Linked DNA regions of Zea mays: region 1 is linked to region 2. Evidence: chromatin contacts called from public Hi-C data. All regions are on one chromosome and are shown on one strand. The core of a region is the stretch at or near the end of the contact, and the rest is flanking DNA. Distances in the headings are between cores, read along the strand shown. Region 1 holds the start of LOC100857099 (guanine-nucleotide-exchange protein). Region 2 holds the start of LOC100275622.

Region 1 (3,910 bases), core at 1,164-3,663, 790 kb before region 2:
TTATACATCTTTAATATCAACACAATTACTGTGCAACAAATATGAACTATTGATTATATCAAGTACCATGACACAAGATGATATTGTACATAGAATATTGAATAGTATTTGTTATATGTGTTGGTATGTTGGTAATGTATATTCCCATGCCAACATTTTAATATCAAACATTTCTCAGCAGAATGATTCCCGCCCATCAAGTAATTTAAAGCACCAGTATAGACAAAGGCAACTGAAATAATTGTTGCCACTACCATAAGTGATATTTCTTTGCTAAATTTCCGGAAAAACTGCTTACACGTTGTAACCGGGGGGGGGGGGGGCTTTAGCAACAAATTAGGCAACAGTCTATATATTATTATATTTGTAAGCTCATCAATTTTTCCAGTGACAACACTTATAGAATCTTGGTTCTCCTAGCACAACAGTTTGTGCATGAAGGAGGCTGACTGTGAATTGTCATTGCGAAAAAATGAATGTAGACTTTGTTGCTGAAAAGCTAACTACCTATTACTATCCACATGAATGCATTGTAATTTTATCATTTCTGTTCTGACAATACCTAGTCCACCCAATAGAAGAAATACTTGCACATTTGTGTATTGTAAGCTAAAACATGTTCCCTACTGCCAATTCCAGCTATATTCTTCTAGCCATTGATCACTTTCCAGTCAAGTAGTTTCATTCAATTGCCAATGGTAGTTCTTGCAGTACAAACAAAGCCAGATGGAGCATGAATCCAATTAACCAAATAATACAAGTATACAACAAAGTGCATGAAAATTAAAAATCAATAGCGTCTTTAGAGAATAACTCTCCAAGTTCCTTTTTTCCAGGACATCAAAGAAAGTTCATTAGGTTTCTATTTCATTTCAACGTCTAAACAATGAGCAGTGTGACATCAGTTCAATCCCTGCCAGATGCAATTAGGAATTCAAGTATTTTTTTCTAAATTTGTTGACATAGGCATACATCGAAACACTATCACCATACCAATTCAGTGCCTAAACCTTTTGTGCCACCTTTTCAGTTTTCATGCAATAAAGCGACACACGAATTATTGTTCAATACTGGTACAACATTTACACAAATTCAGAAGAGCATTAAACTTGTTTGTCAAAAGTTTCAGTAAGTGCTTATGTTACCTCTCACTGGTCCGGAACACAGCCCCAGCATTTTCAAGCAAGATCTTGAGAAGCTCAAGAGCAAGGATCTTTCCCCGCATTACTATGGGATCTGCTGGTGCATCCTTGGGTGGTGTCTTCATGGAAAGCTTACACAAAGCCCGGAAAACTAAGAAAGCATCCCTCCGTAACTTGTTCCCAATTCTCACATCAGCATCATCGTCCAAGGTGCCAACCACTGCCCCCTCGACACCAAGCTCATCTTTACGACCCTCAATAGCTGTTTTGTACATGCTGATCTCCCAGTACTTGGCATCAAGCATGTCCTTATCTGTTGAATCAAGCAAATCCGCTGGGTTTGCCCCTTCCTCTGCCGCTGCCGTTGTCTCAAATGCACCATCATGGGCAACGGTGGGTCCTGCCCCTGCTGATGAAGTTGTCCGAGCCAGAGGTGTGAGTGCACCATCGAAGTCACCAATGATCTTCGAAATGAATCCCTGTACAACGTTGGGGTCAGCAGTGGGCGAGGAGCCCGAAATTGCATCAGGTAGCTCAATCACATCAGCCACGACTATGGGTTGTACAGGCACGGTCGAGGAGTCAGCTTCCATTCGGCGGAACACAATCACCAGCATCTGCACAAGCGAAGCCTTGGCAGTGGCTTGATTGACGGCACTACGGCTCCCGAGGTACATATCATAACATGCGCGCACGGCACGTAGAAGGCAATCGCCGTGGAGGCGTACAGACGTAGAGGTGACCGCCGAGAGGAGTGTCTTGAGGAGGAGGAGCTCAATGTGCTCGTCATCAAGGCCAAGCGCATTGCAGGCGGCGTCCAGGAGTGAGGCGACGAGCTGTGCTGAGGGATCAGCAGATGGGTCGGCCTCGCCATGGATGTAGGAGTGTGCGATCAGCCTGTGAAGGAGCTCCAGCGCGGCCTCGGCGAGCTTGGCGCTGCCCGAGCCGAGTGCCGAGATCACAGGGGCGAGGAGCAGCTCCGAGTCCGCGAGCGACAGGCTGCGCAACGGACCAGGCTGTGCGGAAGAGGAGGTCGGCGTCGAGGGGGAGGAGGTCGGCGTGGACGGCGCCTGCGCCTCGGCTGCGGGCGGCGGCGGGGGCTTCTGGAGGCGGTCGAGGATGGACTTGGCGGTGTGCGAGAGCTTGGAGTGCGCCTTGTTGCGCCACGAGGCATTTTTTATGAGCTTCTCGAGGAAGGGGGAGAAGATCTCGACGAGGCGCGGGTCGGACTCCGGCGGGGTTGGCGGCGGCGCCGCAACCGCGGAGGCCATTATTCCGCGGCGGGATCCGGTAGCCGCGGTCGCGCCGCGCCGCGTGGATCTGGATCTGGGCGGGGCGGGGGTTTGAGGTGGTTTGGATCGGGGAGTGGGGCGTCGGTTGTCGTGGATAGAGATGGGAGGGGAGGGGACTCAGGGGAGGGGAGGGGAGGGGAGGGAGAAAGATGGTTGGACGCCGAGCTAGCTGGTGACCTGGTGTACTTCGCATTTGTATATTGCAGTAGGAAAGGATCGGAATCGGGCTTGTTACTCTCCGTATGTATTTTACGCAAATGGGGCCTAGATCAAATGGTGGTCTGGAGTCTGGACATAGGCTAAATTTAGAGTGTAATTTAGAATTTTTTACCTATTGATTAATATTTTTTATGATGATTATATTAAGAGTCTTCATTCTTCAAGTTTAGTTTCGCTATATGGGCCTGGTCCATGTAAGTATCGGGCCTGTGTGGAACCAAAGGCTCGTCAAGCACACTGATCGCAGAGATCCAGCCATGCAAAATTCGCCGTGACAACCTTCTCACCATTCGCACATTACCCTCTCTCTCTCTCGTCTCTCCCCTCTCTTTATTATTACTAGTAGCACGCGAAAAAATTGGTCCCAAATGCAGTGTTAGAAGTAATAAACAATTTGGAGAGACAATCGTCTACGATTTGATCCAAGAATTTCCGTACGTAATAGATAATCTTGTACTTGAAATTTTTGTCTTCCTCCGTGGTTTCCTCTCTTTCTCGGCTCGTTGAGAAAAAAAAGACAGAAGAAATGGGATTCATATCGGGAGTCGTAATGGGGATGATCGTCGGCGTCGCCCTGATCGCAGGCTGGGCACGCGCCATGGCTCGCCGCGCCGCCAAACGCAGCAACAAGGTAGGTGCCGCTACATCATTCCGATTCGATGTATGCGATCATAAAAAGTTTCGATCTTCATCCTTCGGTTATCTGGTCTTGATTTTTCTGCCTTTGGGTGTTGTTAAATACAGATCGGTTGTTAAAAGTGTGCTGTATGCCTTTGATTGAATTTGTGCATTATTGATTGGGATAAATTTCAACATAATGGCATGTTTTGAAACAGGCTGCGGTTATCAGTTCGTTGGGATCTCTCAACCGTGAAGACGTGAAGAAAATATGTGGAGAAAGTCTTCCCCAGTGGATATCATTTCCAGAATACGAACAGGTGAAATGCTACCTGCCTTGGTGTAGATATAATCATGGAACCGTAAAATGTCCCGTGATATCAAGCTATTGACTATCGCATAAGTTATCTGAATTTTTATTGTTGTAATTGCTAGACAAAAACTTCCGCAGAGAGAAAACTTTTTGCAGCCCATATCTATGAACTTCATAACTCTTCGATGCATAAAACCTGGGAAATGACACATCCACCTATTCCATATCTTGCTGTTGCTTCTCCTACAGTATACATGCCCCCTTGATCTGTTGCTTGCATGTTTCCCTTGTTATATATTTTTTTTGGTTCTCCTTTCAGGTCAAAT
Region 2 (3,590 bases), core at 672-3,171:
CCTACCAAACTTGGGCCAGTTACCATGGTGTCATCATGCATCAATGGTTTGATGACCTTGGAATCTCCCACGCCATCATCATCCCCACAGTTAAGAATACTCTTCGCATCAAATTCACCCACATCATCCTTAAGCATCCACTTGTCGCACTTTGGGCTATCACCCATGAGCATCTTTCTATCCTCGCACTCTGCTTCCATCCTATCCCACGAGACAATAGGTCCAAGGCTTGAGCCAAAGTCAGTATCATCATCAAGCATCTCATCATCCTTGCAGAATGCTCGATCATGCTGGTCTAACTGGTGAGATACATCCGCTGACCCCCATCCCCTGACTTCTTCATTGCCTACCATCAATGTCTCATGTTGGTAGACATTACCCTCCAAATTAAACTTCCTAATCCTGTGCAAAACCTCAGACAACTCGGTGGACAGTGACCCTAACAATTCTGGGTGCATCTTAGCCACCTTCCCTTCTAGCAAGAGAACTTCTGATCTCAGATCCCGTACTTGCTGCAAGACTGCCTGGTGCGAATCATCAATATCAGCATATTCATACCCCTTTGCTGAAAAGGTAGGATCACCTTCCCCACTGACACCATAAATGTCTGGATCAAACTCAAGACCTCCCTTATGACCAACCAACCTGTGAACAATTCGTGCATTGCCATCAAGTGGCCCTGGCTCATGCCCTGAATGCACAGCGTAAAGCTTGAACACTGCAGTGCCCTCCTCCAAGTACACAAAACTCTTGTCTTTTTCATTGTAATTAGCTATCGGCACAATTGCCCGAATACGGAACCCACAACCACACCTCTTCGACTGGTATGGCTCTCGCTTTACCCGCGCCTTCTTACCCTCTAAATTACCGGCTGAGGATGCAGCACTCCCACTACTTGAAGTGGGCTCTCCAGCACGGTGGCATGCATAATCTTTCACCTCAGCCATGAAGGGCCTATACCTAATATACTTCTGCCTTATACAAAGAACAACCTTGTGCTTAGCAGCCAATTGCTGTAACCTACGAGCTACATCTCTAGCCGGCACATCCAATGTCTCAGTATATTCAAACCTGCGCCGCCGCTTCCCATGTCCAGGTGATGAGATAGTGAAATACGGCTGGCCAGCAGGCGCAGCTTTACAAACAGGGCATGCAGCAACACATGCGCGGACAAATGATTCTGGAATACCGTAGAATTTGGCCCCCACAGTCCACGACTGTTTGATGCGGTCGACGGTGTCCCTGAACGCGAGGTGCCGTAGCAGTTCAGGGTCGGCATGCGCCTCCGAGACTATGTCCCTCCACATGCCGACGTGGGAGACGCGCTGCGCGGCGTTGGACTTGAAGTGAAGGTGCAGGCCGTCGGCCGACGCGGCGAGCTTGTCCTGGATGCGCTTCCACGCGGTGAGGTAGGCCGTGTCCTCGTTTCGATCTTTCCAGACCGCCCGCCAGGAGGCGAGCACGGAGAGCGACGTGGCGCCGCGGACCTCGTCGGAGGAGGCGGAGCGGCCCGCGCGGATGCAGCGTAGCATGAGCCCGTAGGAGGCGGCGCTGAAGGTGTAGAACTGCGACGAGACGTGTGGAGCCGGGTCGATAGACGGCAGCAGCGCGAAGGAGGCGGAGGCACCCACCAGGCTAGGGTTCTGACCAGGGATTTGAATCAGCGCCTCGTCGTCGGCGTCGGCGTGGAGGAGGTAGCTGCAGGGGCTAGGATTCGGGGAGCTAGGGTTTGGGTCCGGCGGGTGGGGTGATTTGGGAAAGGAGGACGGGAGGAGGGGATTCATGGCGGAGATGGTGGGAGACGGCGACGAGGTGATCTTCGGCATCTCCGGGGAAAAAATTATGCTCTCGATTTTGGGTGATTTTCCCTCCTCAGATTCACAGTGCCCGTGTGTGCCGGTCGTCTTCCTCGAGCTTTATCTATCGCCTCTGCACTGCTGCGACACTTCGGCTGTGCCTCTGTGGACCGCGGGGCGGAAGTGCCGCACTCGTGTAACTGCAAGACTGGCCCGCATAGCGATATGATTTATGGGCCGACTGTCAGTTGGTTTGGTACTTTCGAGTGTTTCTCCTCTTCGCCTGGCGACAGGGGACGACTCTCCCGCGCGTGACCCGACGACCTAGGCCCGGGATATGATATCTAAGTTCCACCGGGTCAATATGGACGCATCAGTTATGAGAGTAATATCCATTTTATTATCAGTATTTTATTATACATTTTTATCGTTAACCAACAGTTACCATCGCATTTAGTTTTTTATATGTTTTTAGCTAATATAAAAGATAGTGTTTTATTAAAATATAAAAGATAGTGTTTTACTAAAAGCTCCGCCGATGATGTTAAGGACATCTTAGACTCTTTTTAAGAACTTCTAATGTAGTTTTAAAACGACTAACCGAGAACATGTGCAATGATAAATTGCCTTCTAGTAAAGCACAATCGTATAAGAATAATGTGATTTGTATGCCCCTAGTTACAAATATAATGATACAATGACTCACAGTTCTAAACTTTGTTGTGCCAACCTTCTTCTTTGCCGTACATTCCTCTCCAATCATAAATTAATCCTACGTGATACTATAGGATTAATTTTTTTGCAGTAAAGATTTTTCCGAAACGAGAAGACTACGGCAAACTTTAGAAAACACCTTCCGTCCCCTGGCCATTCTGTCACACTACTCAGCCAGCCCGCTCTATCTCTTTCCTCTATCCAAGCCAGAAAGGTAGAAACCCCCCGGAAACAATTTCCGGCCATGGCGACCGCAGCCCACCAGGTTGCCGCCACCTTCCTCTCGTTCCTTTCCTCCTCCACTCACCACCTCGCCCCTTCCTCCGTCTCCCTCGGGACAACCTCTGTCCTACCCGTCTCCCTTCGGGCCGCTGGCACACGTGGCCCACGGCTCGCCTACCGCCTCCGGGGCCGCCGCGTCGGTGCCGCCGTCGCCCAGCTCCCCACCACGTAAGCAGAAATGATGATGATTCAACCTCTCACTGAAGTTAATTAGTCTTACATCTCATGGAAGTTAGCACATTGATATGCTACTGCTTTGTTTCTATTATTTTACTGCGCAATTTGATGATATGCATCCCTGAATTATTGTGTCTTCAGGCATCCAGAGGTAGTTTCTGGGGAGAAGAAGATCAGGTTAGGTGACTATTCCGTAGGTTCTTCAGGTTCGGGGAGCATTAGTGTCTATTTGCGGCTGACATGATGATTCCCCCAGATGGTCATCAAGGGCTGTGCGGTCTTTTGCGATGGCAGAGCTGGAGGCCCGGAAGATGAGGTACCCTACGACAGGCACTGAGGGGCTCCTCATGGGCATTCTTGTTGAAGGTGAGGGCGTGAGGCAAGGGATCTTAGATATTAAGTCCTTTTTTTGCTAATTATGGAGCCATGTCATAACTTAAGGGCATGTTTGTTTCTTTGCAGGATTATATAATCCAGATATTTTATATAGATTATATAATCCAGTTCATATAGTCCTATTATAGGTGTTTGTTTACATAAACTATTAGAAGGTAAAGTGCCAAACAATAATCTAAAATTAATCATCTAATGACCTGCTTATGGATTATCATAATCTAGATA

What was found. Hi-C and Micro-C count contacts between places; a contact is called where the count stands out from the background.
Region 1: a Hi-C map of tassel shows a contact between it and region 2, with 2.2 times the contacts expected there. The contact joins the promoter of LOC100857099 here to the promoter of LOC100275622 in region 2. A contact is called at or near these places in 2 of 25 Hi-C or Micro-C datasets (endosperm and tassel).

The regions. Positions count from the first base shown.
Region 1 is chr1:34,595,114-34,599,023 of Zm-B73-REFERENCE-NAM-5.0, reverse strand. It overlaps LOC100857099 (guanine-nucleotide-exchange protein), which reads right to left and starts at 2,413. Exons shown (of 11, transcript NM_001254773.1): 1 at 1,146-2,413. The coding sequence starts at 2,413. It overlaps LOC103633613 (synaptotagmin-5), which reads left to right and starts at 2,886. Exons shown (of 11, transcript XM_008655335.4): 1 at 2,886-3,284; 2 at 3,490-3,591; 3 at 3,904-3,910. The coding sequence starts at 3,180.
Region 2 is chr1:33,804,425-33,808,014 of Zm-B73-REFERENCE-NAM-5.0, reverse strand. LOC100275622 reads right to left here and starts at 1,921. Exons shown (of 1, transcript NM_001149670.3): 1 at 1-1,921. The coding sequence starts at 1,826. It overlaps LOC100281862 (ATP-dependent Clp protease ATP-binding subunit clpA), which reads left to right and starts at 2,671. Exons shown (of 6, transcript NM_001154782.2): 1 at 2,671-2,960; 2 at 3,111-3,146; 3 at 3,226-3,335. The coding sequence starts at 2,755.